Regions from separate parts of the Sus scrofa genome. Here region 2 is linked to region 1. Evidence: chromatin contacts called from public HiChIP or PLAC-seq data. All regions are on one chromosome and are shown on one strand. Each heading gives the region's core, a stretch centred on a gene start, on an enhancer-like site or on the middle of the called end of the contact. The rest is flanking DNA. Distances are from core to core; before and after follow the strand shown. Region 1 overlaps LAMB3 (laminin subunit beta-3). Region 2 holds the start of CAMK1G (calcium/calmodulin dependent protein kinase IG).

Evidence for each region. HiChIP or PLAC-seq counts read pairs in DNA pulled down with a chosen protein or histone mark.
Region 2: a contact with region 1 is called in an H3K27ac HiChIP or PLAC-seq map of skeletal muscle. The contact joins the promoter of CAMK1G here to the enhancer-like site in region 1. A contact is called at or near these places in 2 of 47 Hi-C or Micro-C datasets (both in skeletal muscle) and 1 of 2 datasets of contacts at active chromatin or transcription factors (skeletal muscle).

Annotation. Positions count from the first base shown.
Region 1 is chr9:133,320,639-133,325,135 of Sscrofa11.1, forward strand. The region is part of intron 3 of LAMB3 (laminin subunit beta-3); the gene reads left to right. Among named protein-coding and RNA genes, the nearest start is that of LAMB3, 25 kb to the left of the region's middle. Within about 2 kb of position 1,958, at least 21 of the 83 cell types and tissues checked have an H3K27ac peak or open chromatin away from gene starts, as enhancers often do. A contact at or near this core is called in skeletal muscle, where this site is marked.
Region 2 is chr9:133,368,581-133,373,077 of Sscrofa11.1, forward strand. CAMK1G (calcium/calmodulin dependent protein kinase IG) reads right to left here and starts at 1,863. Exons shown (of 13, transcript NM_001243934.1): 1 at 1,742-1,863. The coding sequence starts at 1,833. LOC110255539 (a long non-coding RNA gene) reads left to right here and starts at 3,553. Exons shown (of 3, transcript XR_002336075.1): 1 at 3,553-4,497.

The DNA.
Region 1 (4,497 bases), core at 708-3,207:
CAAGAGGAAGACCCAGGATGAGCAAGTTTTGAGAGGCTGGAAGGAAAGGGGAAGGACACTGGGCAGAGTTGCTCTCAGAGGGGAGCCGAACTGGAGTCGGTGGAATGTGAGATTCTTGAGTCCCACTTGTTGTGGGCTGGAGAGCATGGCTTGGGGGGTTAAAAGGAGAGAAGAGAGAGGAAAGGTGAGACGGGGGGGCCTGGACACAAACCTGGGTGGCCTCACAGTCTTGCTGGCCTGGCTTCTTACCCCCACCGCCCTTGGGTCAGATCCCCAGAAGTCTCCGGATGGTGTCTCCAAGACCTACCCTGCTTTTTCCTCTCGGGGGCCAAGGAGGCATCATCACTGGCAGAGCTTTCAGAGGTCCAGGCGTGCAAGTCCACTCTCTGCAATCAGGTCTAGGGGGACACTTCTGTTTTTGGAGAGGTCTGGGCTGGGGTTGAGGCTACCCTTACTAGGAGACAAGAGAGGGAACATCCTGAAAACCAGTGTTAGTTCCTGTAATGTCCCATGGTTACCAAGGGTCTGCTCTATCCCTTGAATCAGAACAGGGTGCGAAGGTTTGGAGGCAGGGAACCCAGGAGAGAAACCCCTGCTTCCTGTCTTCCCAGCCCTGTGGATTCGGACAGGGCTAAGACTTGCTTTCCTAATCTGGCAAATGGGGATGCCCAGCATTTAACACAGTAGGCCTCCTGCAGAGGTTTTGGAAGGACAAAGGAGATACCGGATGCACAGTGCTCAGGACAGAGCCTCGTGCCCTGTCACTTCGGGGTGTGTAGTATCCATCATCTCCGTCATCAGCTTCAGAAACCGACCTTTCTGGAGTTCCCATTGTGGCTCAGTGGGTTAAGAACCCAACTAGTTTCCATGAGGCTATGGGTTCAATTCCTGGCCTTGCTCAGTGGGTTAAGGATTCGGTGTTGATGCAGGCTTTGGTGTAGTTTGCAGATGCAGCTTGGATTCTGTGTTGCTGTGGCTGTGTATAGGCCGGCAGCTGCAGCTCTGATGTGAGCCCTAGCCTGGGAACCTCCATATGCCATAGGTGCAGCCATAAAAAGAAATTTAAAAAGCAAAGAAACTAAGCTTTGTAAACTTAGTTTGGATGGAGAAAAAGGTTGCGTTGAGTTAAGGTTTGGGTCAAGGTGTCGGTTCATGATGGGAAGAAGATGAAATTGAAAGTGCCTCATGGCACCGGAGCTGGCTTTCCGCTGCCCCCCCACCCCCACCCCGGAAGACTTCATCGCTGATCTTTGCTGGCAACGTCCACTGACATAGAACCGGGGAGGCCTGTGCATCACAGTGGGGTCTAGTGGCGGCCTTGCTGACCAAGGCCTTGAGGGCTCCCTCTTCTGCCCGCTTTGTTGGGAATGTATTTCTCCAGTGCAGTCAGTGCCTTCTTTTTGTCTCTGGTTTCTTTTGCATTCTTGCTTGGCATGTCTTTAACCTCTGAGCAGATAAGCTGGAGTAGGGAGAATGCTAATGCCATGTTAGAACAAGAAGGAACTTCGTGATCTCATATCCCACCCCTGCATTTTACCAAGGAGGAGCCCAAGTGGAGACAACTGTTTTTTTTTTTTTTTTTTTTTTTTAATCCTGGCTTCCTTTCTTTTGACCCTGGCTGGCAGCCATGACCCTGACTTCTTCGGTGGGTGCAGGCAGTCTCTGGCTTGCTCGTGGGAGACAGCTGGGCCATCTCTAACCACAGCCTGTTTTCCTGTTTTTCCCCAGAATTAGCTCCATGTTGTGCAAGGACACAGAGCTTCCATGTGCATTGCTGTCCTTTTCCTGCCCTCTCCACCGCCACTCAGGCCCCTGCTGGTTCTTGCTCTCTCCTTTGGCCTCCCATAGCTCTCCGGGAGGGTTTGTCATCTAGCCAGACCACTGAGCTTCTAGAAAGCTCCTGGGTAAGGGAAGAGGCCCAGACTTTCCAGATGGAAAGCGGAGAGGGAGCAGGAGCCAGACTGGCTGGAGGCCTGACAGGCCGAATGGATCCTAACGCTGTGTCTCTGAGGTAGCGCGGCCAGCGGTGTGGTGGCCAGATGACTCCGGAGGGGACAGCAGCTGCAGCGGGGAGTTTCCATCTCTGGGAGGGACAGAGGCATGTAACCCACACAAGGGGAAGAGCCTCACGTTGAGAAGCCCACACACGCCCACACACCCACACATCCATGCATGCACTACCTGTAAACACACAAGGATAAAGCAGGGCAGCTGAGGCCCAGAGAGAGAGAGAAGAAGTGAGCACTGGTCTTCACGTGGGCTTCTGCCCTGAGCCGCCCTCTTGGGGCCTCTCTCCCTCTAGCTGGCTGACAAGCAGAGCTACTTAAAATACCTGTCCCAAGCCGTTGGCTTAGCCCATCTCCAAGGATTGAGATAAATCCTTCCATTAGCTGGTGTTACTATGATAAGCAGCCCTTAGATGTTAAGCTTATGAGGCCATCTGATCCCTCCCCGAGTGTCTGCACACGTGGAAGGAGCGTGGAGGAGGCGTGGGTACCCCAGGCAGCTTCTGAAGACGGGAAAGGGGCCGGGTAACACGCCACGAGAGCATCCTGGGCATTTTGAGTTTTTCTTATTTTATAATAATGCCTGAATATAAAGGTGAGCACATATCCAAGGTAGCAAGGTTTAAAATTATGAAAATAAGAATGTTAAAAAAAAGAATATATATAAAAGAATATATATAAAGAATATATATGTATGTATAACTGAATCTCTTCACTCTGTACCTAAAACTAACACAACATTGCGAATCAGCTCTATTTCAGTAAAAACTTTAAAAATCAAATGATTGAAAAGATCCACGAAAAAAAGTTAGCTGTCATCCCATTTTCCAGAGATCATAGGTTACACAGTGGGCAGTTGCCGTTTTTGTGGGTCGAGATGGCTGCACATCAGCGTTTCATTTGCTGCAGCCTCGTCTGCTGGGCCGTTCCCTTCCACACACTCTCTAGTTGGTAAAGAATGTATATTTGGGATGATCACCTATATACAAGCCTATGTCCAACTTTTTTTTCCCCAAAAACATTATAATGTAGGCATTTCCCCCACGTAATTCAAAACCTTCTCTCACTTAGTCGTTTGCAGCGTTACGCGATCGTCCATCACTCAGGGACAGCAAGGGCATTTCCCAGGTGGAGTTGTCCTAGCTCCTGGGTCCGTGGTCCAGGGAGAACGAGCCTTGTGTCTGGACTTCTCGGCCAGGGAACCGGCCAGGATCCGTTCCCAGCAGGCCGGGGGGAGCTCTGGGGGCAGCTGGCCCATGTCTCCCCGAGGGCCATGTGCTGCGTGCAGGCGGAGGCTGGGCAGTGGAAAAGTTTGCCCCCGAGAGACTGGGCAGAGTGCGGAGGAGGGCACGCCTGCTGCCAGGGACCAAAATAGGATTCTGGAGGAGGCTCAGATTCCATCAAGCGGTGTCTTTTGCCCAGAAAGGATTATTTTAAGTGCTCAGGTATTTATTTTAGCCACTGACACATCTGCAGTCTCTGTGTTAACGGGGCTGGCTTAGCCCGACAAGCCAGCTTTCTGTCCAAGGCGCTCTCTCTGCCTGGGCCTCCCCCCATGGTCAGCCTCAGGGTCAGACCAGGTCCTTAGGAGGAGACAGGACCGATCACCCTTTACCGCGCTTCCACCATGTCTGTGCACCCGCGTGGTGTCCCATTGAAAGTGAGAGGGTGAGAGAGGGAGGGAGGAAGAGAAGAGGGGGCGGGGGCAGTGGGGAGGGCCCGTCTGGCGCTGGTGCTTGCTGCCTGTCCGTCGACAGGAAAGCCTCTTGGGGCCTCAGCTCTTTTGCCTGTGAAATGGCAGTCATGTTACCATGTAGGTGGTTGGGCGGCTTAAAGAGGTTGCACTGAAGCTCCTGATGCAGCGCCTGGCACGTGATAGGGCCTCCGATCACTTAATATCCATGTTCGTCACTCCCCACCCCACCCCACCCCTCTTTTTCCCCTCCTAGGATGGGGGTGTCTAGCAATAATGTTAATGCACTGGCCTTGCTCAGTGGGTTAAGGATCCGGCGTTGCCGTGAGCTGTGGTGTAGGTTGCAGAGGCGGCTCAGATCCCGCGTTGCTGTGGCTCTGGCGTAGGTCGGCGGCTACAGCTCCAATTCGACCCCTAGCCTGGGAACCTCCATATGCTGCAGGTGTGGCCCTAGAAAAGACAAAAAAAATAAAAAAATTAAAAAAACCGAAAAAGCCCTTTGGGACATGATGAGAACACCCCTGAGCACCAGGAGGGGTGACGGTTCTCTTATTTTGAGATCGGAGGTGGGAGCTGGAAAGTGGGGTGGGAAGAAGACTCCTGGCTAACCTTCTGCATCTCTCCTGTGGGTAGGAGATGCCAGACCCAGGTTTTTGAGATCCTCTAAATGTTACTAGAGTGTTGGCTTCCACATGGCAGGATTTTTGTTTTCCTCACTGCTCTAACTCCGGAATCTAGAACAGGGTCTAGTACCCAGTATGTGCTCAGTAAATATTTGTTGAATGACTGAGCGGCTTT
Region 2 (4,497 bases), core at 613-3,112, 48 kb after region 1:
AGCTGTGACTGGCCCCCTGTCTTGTCTGCCCACTCCCCTCCAACCAGTGCTGGGCTGGGCACCTTAAGACCACCAGCAGCAGTTAAAATATAGATTCCTGGCTGCTGGGTCCCAGCTAAATTCCAGTTTCAGTAGTCTGGGACCCGGAACCTGTGCTTTTCAAAAATTCCCCTGACTGAAATATTAGAGAGTTACTCATTTTCTTGGGCGAGCTGTCGAGGATATAGAAGAGGATATATCGTGCTGGGCGGTGCAGGCCGAAGGAGGCAGATGCCATGTGTCATCATGTTTGCAACTCGTTTACATTGTTTGCAAATTGTCCAGTGAAGTAAGTGTGTGTGTGTGTGTGTGTGTGTGTGTGTAAAACAAATACAGTGAAATGTCATGAACCGTTGAATCTAGGAGGGAGTTACATTGGTGTCCCCATTCTATTATGTCACCTGTTCTTAAACATTTTCGAAGCTGACAGTTAGAGGCAGAAGCTACCCGGGTGACTCCAACGTCCCCTACAAGCGGGTGGCCGGCCACTGAGCTCCCTGAGGGCAGCGAGCGCTGCTTCCGACTGTCCTTCGGCGCCCGTCTGAGCAGACCGTGGACGGTTCTCGTCAACCTGGGCTTCCTTCTTCCTCCTCCTCTTGGGCTTTGGGACGTTTAGCAAATCATTTCCGATTCACTGATGCCTGCTGTCTCTCTCTCTCCTGCCTCACCCCCGTCTTTCGCCGCCCCCCATCTTGGCAAAGGCCCTTTTCCGAGGGCCGATGCTCTGATGATCAGGGCGGCCCTGAGACCCTGCCTGCTGGGGATGGAAGGGCGCAGAGGCCTCCTCTCGGGCCCGAGCCAGCAACTCTGTGGCTCCAGGGAGACGGCGGGCGGCCTCACTGCCCGGGGTCACCGCCTCCCAGCCAGGCGGAGGGAGCCAAACTCAGCCGGAGTTGGCTAAAGGGCAAGCTTGCTCGAAGGGACAGCGCACTCAGGGCCCTTCGCGTCCCGGTCCAATTCGCCAGGGCTAATGAGCTGACCAGCTGGGGATCCGAGGCCACGGGAGCAGGTGGCCCAGGGCCGCTGCCAGGCTTCGTCAGAGGCTGCGCCCTCCAGGAGGAGAGGCCAGACTACGTGGAGCGTCAGCTCCAGACAAGCCGTCTCTGCTCTGCCGGCCGTGTAATCGTTGTCAAGGGGAGGCCCCGACAGGCCGGAGGCAGGCGAGGCTACAGTGTGACTTTATTTTTCCAACATGGTATTTAAATACAGACCAGAGAGGAGGGTGGTGATGGGAGCGGAGTCAGGTGTGTGTGCCCATTGCACCCGAATCCACCCACAGCAGACAGCGGGTCTGACCTGTTCACGGGCGGGGAGAGGGGGGTTGGGGGAGAGAGGAGGAAGCCAGCCGGGTGACTTGGCCCAGGAGGGTTCTAGGGCCACTGGATCGCCCGAAGTGCTCCAGAATGCCTCTCTCCTGCGGCCAGAGCAGAACTCACAAGCTGTCACAGATCCGCAAGCGGGGCGGGGGCGCTGGGGGTGAGGATGCAGACCCGTGGGCAAAGAGCTGGACTGTCCTCTGTATTAGCTCAAGGGGCCTGTCCCTAACCTGCCCCCTGAAGCCCCTGCTCTACGCCCCGATGGCTGTGGAGATGCTCTTGGGGCAGCCCCCGCCTGGCTCTATCACTGGCTGCTGGTCCAGGCTGACTCCCTCCCAGCCACCCACCACGGGGAGCCCAGCCCCCGCTCTCAGCCCCCGACTCACGATCCCAGCACTTCCATGAAGATGAAGGTTTTCCGGATGTTGGTGGTCTGTTTCTTCCAGGAACTGCAGTCCTCGTCTTCCTTCCGACCCATGGCCTCCAGAGTTGAAGCTTCCAGGGGTGCTTGGTTTGAGGAAGGGAGGAAAGGGGCTGATCAGCTAATGTCTCAAATCGGGTGAGAACAGGTGGAAAAAGAAGCTAAAATACTCACATCCATCATGTAACAACTAGAAGGAAGGATTAGGAGCTAACCTTGGATAATTGGCAAAAAATTATCCACTTTCTTTGTATCTATCTACTTTTTTTTTTTTTTCTTTTTAGGGCCGCACCTGTGGCATGTGGAGGGCCTCAGGCTAGGGATTGAATCAGAGCTGCAGCTGCTGCTCTAAACCACAGCTCATGGCAACGAGGATCCTTAACCCACTGAGCGAGGCCGGGGATGGATGTGAGTCGAGCTCATTACCCCTGAGCCACGACCGGAACGCCTCCGCTTGCTTTTTAAATTCACGACAAATTTCGCTGAGCATCTGCTCGATGCCCGTCATGCTCGCCCTAGGCTCCAGGAGTTTAGAAGCTAGTAGTTGAAACTCCACTGTGTACACGTCTATTTAAGGGCAGTAATGCACACGTGTGTAGATTAACAAGGGCCCGTCCACCTTGGAGGGATCTGAGCTGTTCCTTATGCTATCAAGTGGCGGCCGAGGCATTTAGTCAAACTACTGAGTCAGCCAACCTTCTTTCCATTGTCACAGCTCGGCTGCCTCCCCCAGTTACTGCTATTCTTAACTTCTCGCTACTGTTACGGGTTAAATAAATGAATACTTGATGAATGAGCATTGTGTTTCCTCTGTAACTCCCACGGCATCGAGCACAGTGCTGGGAAGATAGTTATTCATTAAAGTCTAAGCTGGATCGTGTCCTGACTTTATTTCAGAGTTATCCAGTTACCATATGCATTCCACGAGCCAGCACCCTCCACGTGCCAGGTGCTGGACGGTGTCTCTCTGAATGACACCTTTGGGACACTCTCCCTGTTGACCCATGTATATCCTTGGTTTCCTGTTGGGACTCTGATCGATGACCTGGGACATGGCAAACCAGAGAGGTGGCCTTAGCTTCTAGTGACGTATATAGAGCAAATCTCGACTCTTTTATAGGGATGGACCAGAATGACTGTCCGAAGATGCAATTATCTAGCTCAGGTTATAGAGCGAATCGTTTGCATTCTAGATTTTTCTTAGTCAAGACTAAGAACAGAAGCTGTGTCTCCCCCACTGTATCAGCTGCATTCCAGCCTCCCAATACCTGGTTCTAGTGTCTTTTTTTTTTTTTTTTTTTTTTTGTATTTTTAGGGCTGCACCTGCAGCATATGGAGGTTCCCAGGCTAGGGGTCAAATTGGAGCTGTGGAAGCTGGCCTACATCACAGCCACAGCAACTCAGGGTCTGAGCCACGTCTCTGACCTATACTGCAGCTCATGGCAACGCTGGATCCTTAACCCACTTAGCAAGGCCAGGGATTGAACCTGCATCTTTTTTTTTTTTTTTTTTGTCTTTTTGTCTTTTGTTGTTGTTGTTGTTGCTATTTCTTGGGCCGCTCCCACGGCATATGGAGGTTCCCAGGCTAGGGGTTGAATCAGAGCTGTAGCCACCAGCCTACGCCAGAGCCACAGCAACGCGGGATCCGAGCCACGTCTGCAACCTACACCACAGCTCACGGCAACGCCGGATTGTTAACCCACTGAGCAAGGGCAGGGACCGAACCCGCAACCTCAAGGTTCCTAGTCGGATTCATTAACCACTGCGCCACGACGGGAACTCCTGAACCTGCATCTTAATGGATGCTAGTCAGATTCATTTCTGTTGAGCCACGGCGGGAACTCCTAGTGTCTTGTTTAGTGTTTTTTAATATGTTTTTAGATGAATGAGTTCCTGTTACACTACATTGCAAGGTAAGATCATTATGGTAACTCAGCTTATAACTCAGTGGTCAGACAGACAGTACAGGGACAGCCCTGCGTTTCTGGGGCCAGCAGGCTGGAGGAGCCAGGCGAAGGGCACGTGAGCTAATACACACACAGTACAAGGCGCCAGGAAACCACGAAAGTGCAAAACTTGAGCTTGTAATAGAGACAGTCAGGGAAGGTCTTTCTTTTTAAAAAATATTTTTAAAAATTTGGCCACAACTACGGCATTTGGAAGTTCCCAGGCCAGGGGCTGAACCCACACCGCAGCAGGAACCCAAATCACAGCGGTGACAACGCCCAGTCATTAAACCACTCAGCCACCAGGGAGCTGCAGGGAGGGTCTTCCTGAGACGAAGGTCAGGGGCGGTCTTTCTGAGCAGGTCACACCCAAACTGAGATGGGAAGTCAGTGCAGGAGCCAGCCAAGCCTCCAGTGGGTGAAGAAGCATTTTGGCAGAAGGCATAAAATACAACGGTTCAGAGGGGGAAGGGGCCTGAAGGGGCCCTGCGTGGCATGGAGTGGACGAGGTCAAATGTAAAATTTGCTGCCACGGCCCTTTTTGCTGCCTGGTGAGGGTGGGACTTCATGGGGAAGATTTTATAGGAAATAAAGAAACTGAGTTTTCTTGGCACGTTGTAGTCGTGTGTATAAATGCGCAGCCTGGCTGTATGATAATTGGTGGCTGTTATTACGAGAAGCACGTGTGAGACCTGTCAAGCCTTCCTTAGCATTCGATACAGCTGAGCATAGATCAGGTGCATCCTTTTAGCTCCAGGCCTGTATCTTGATTCTC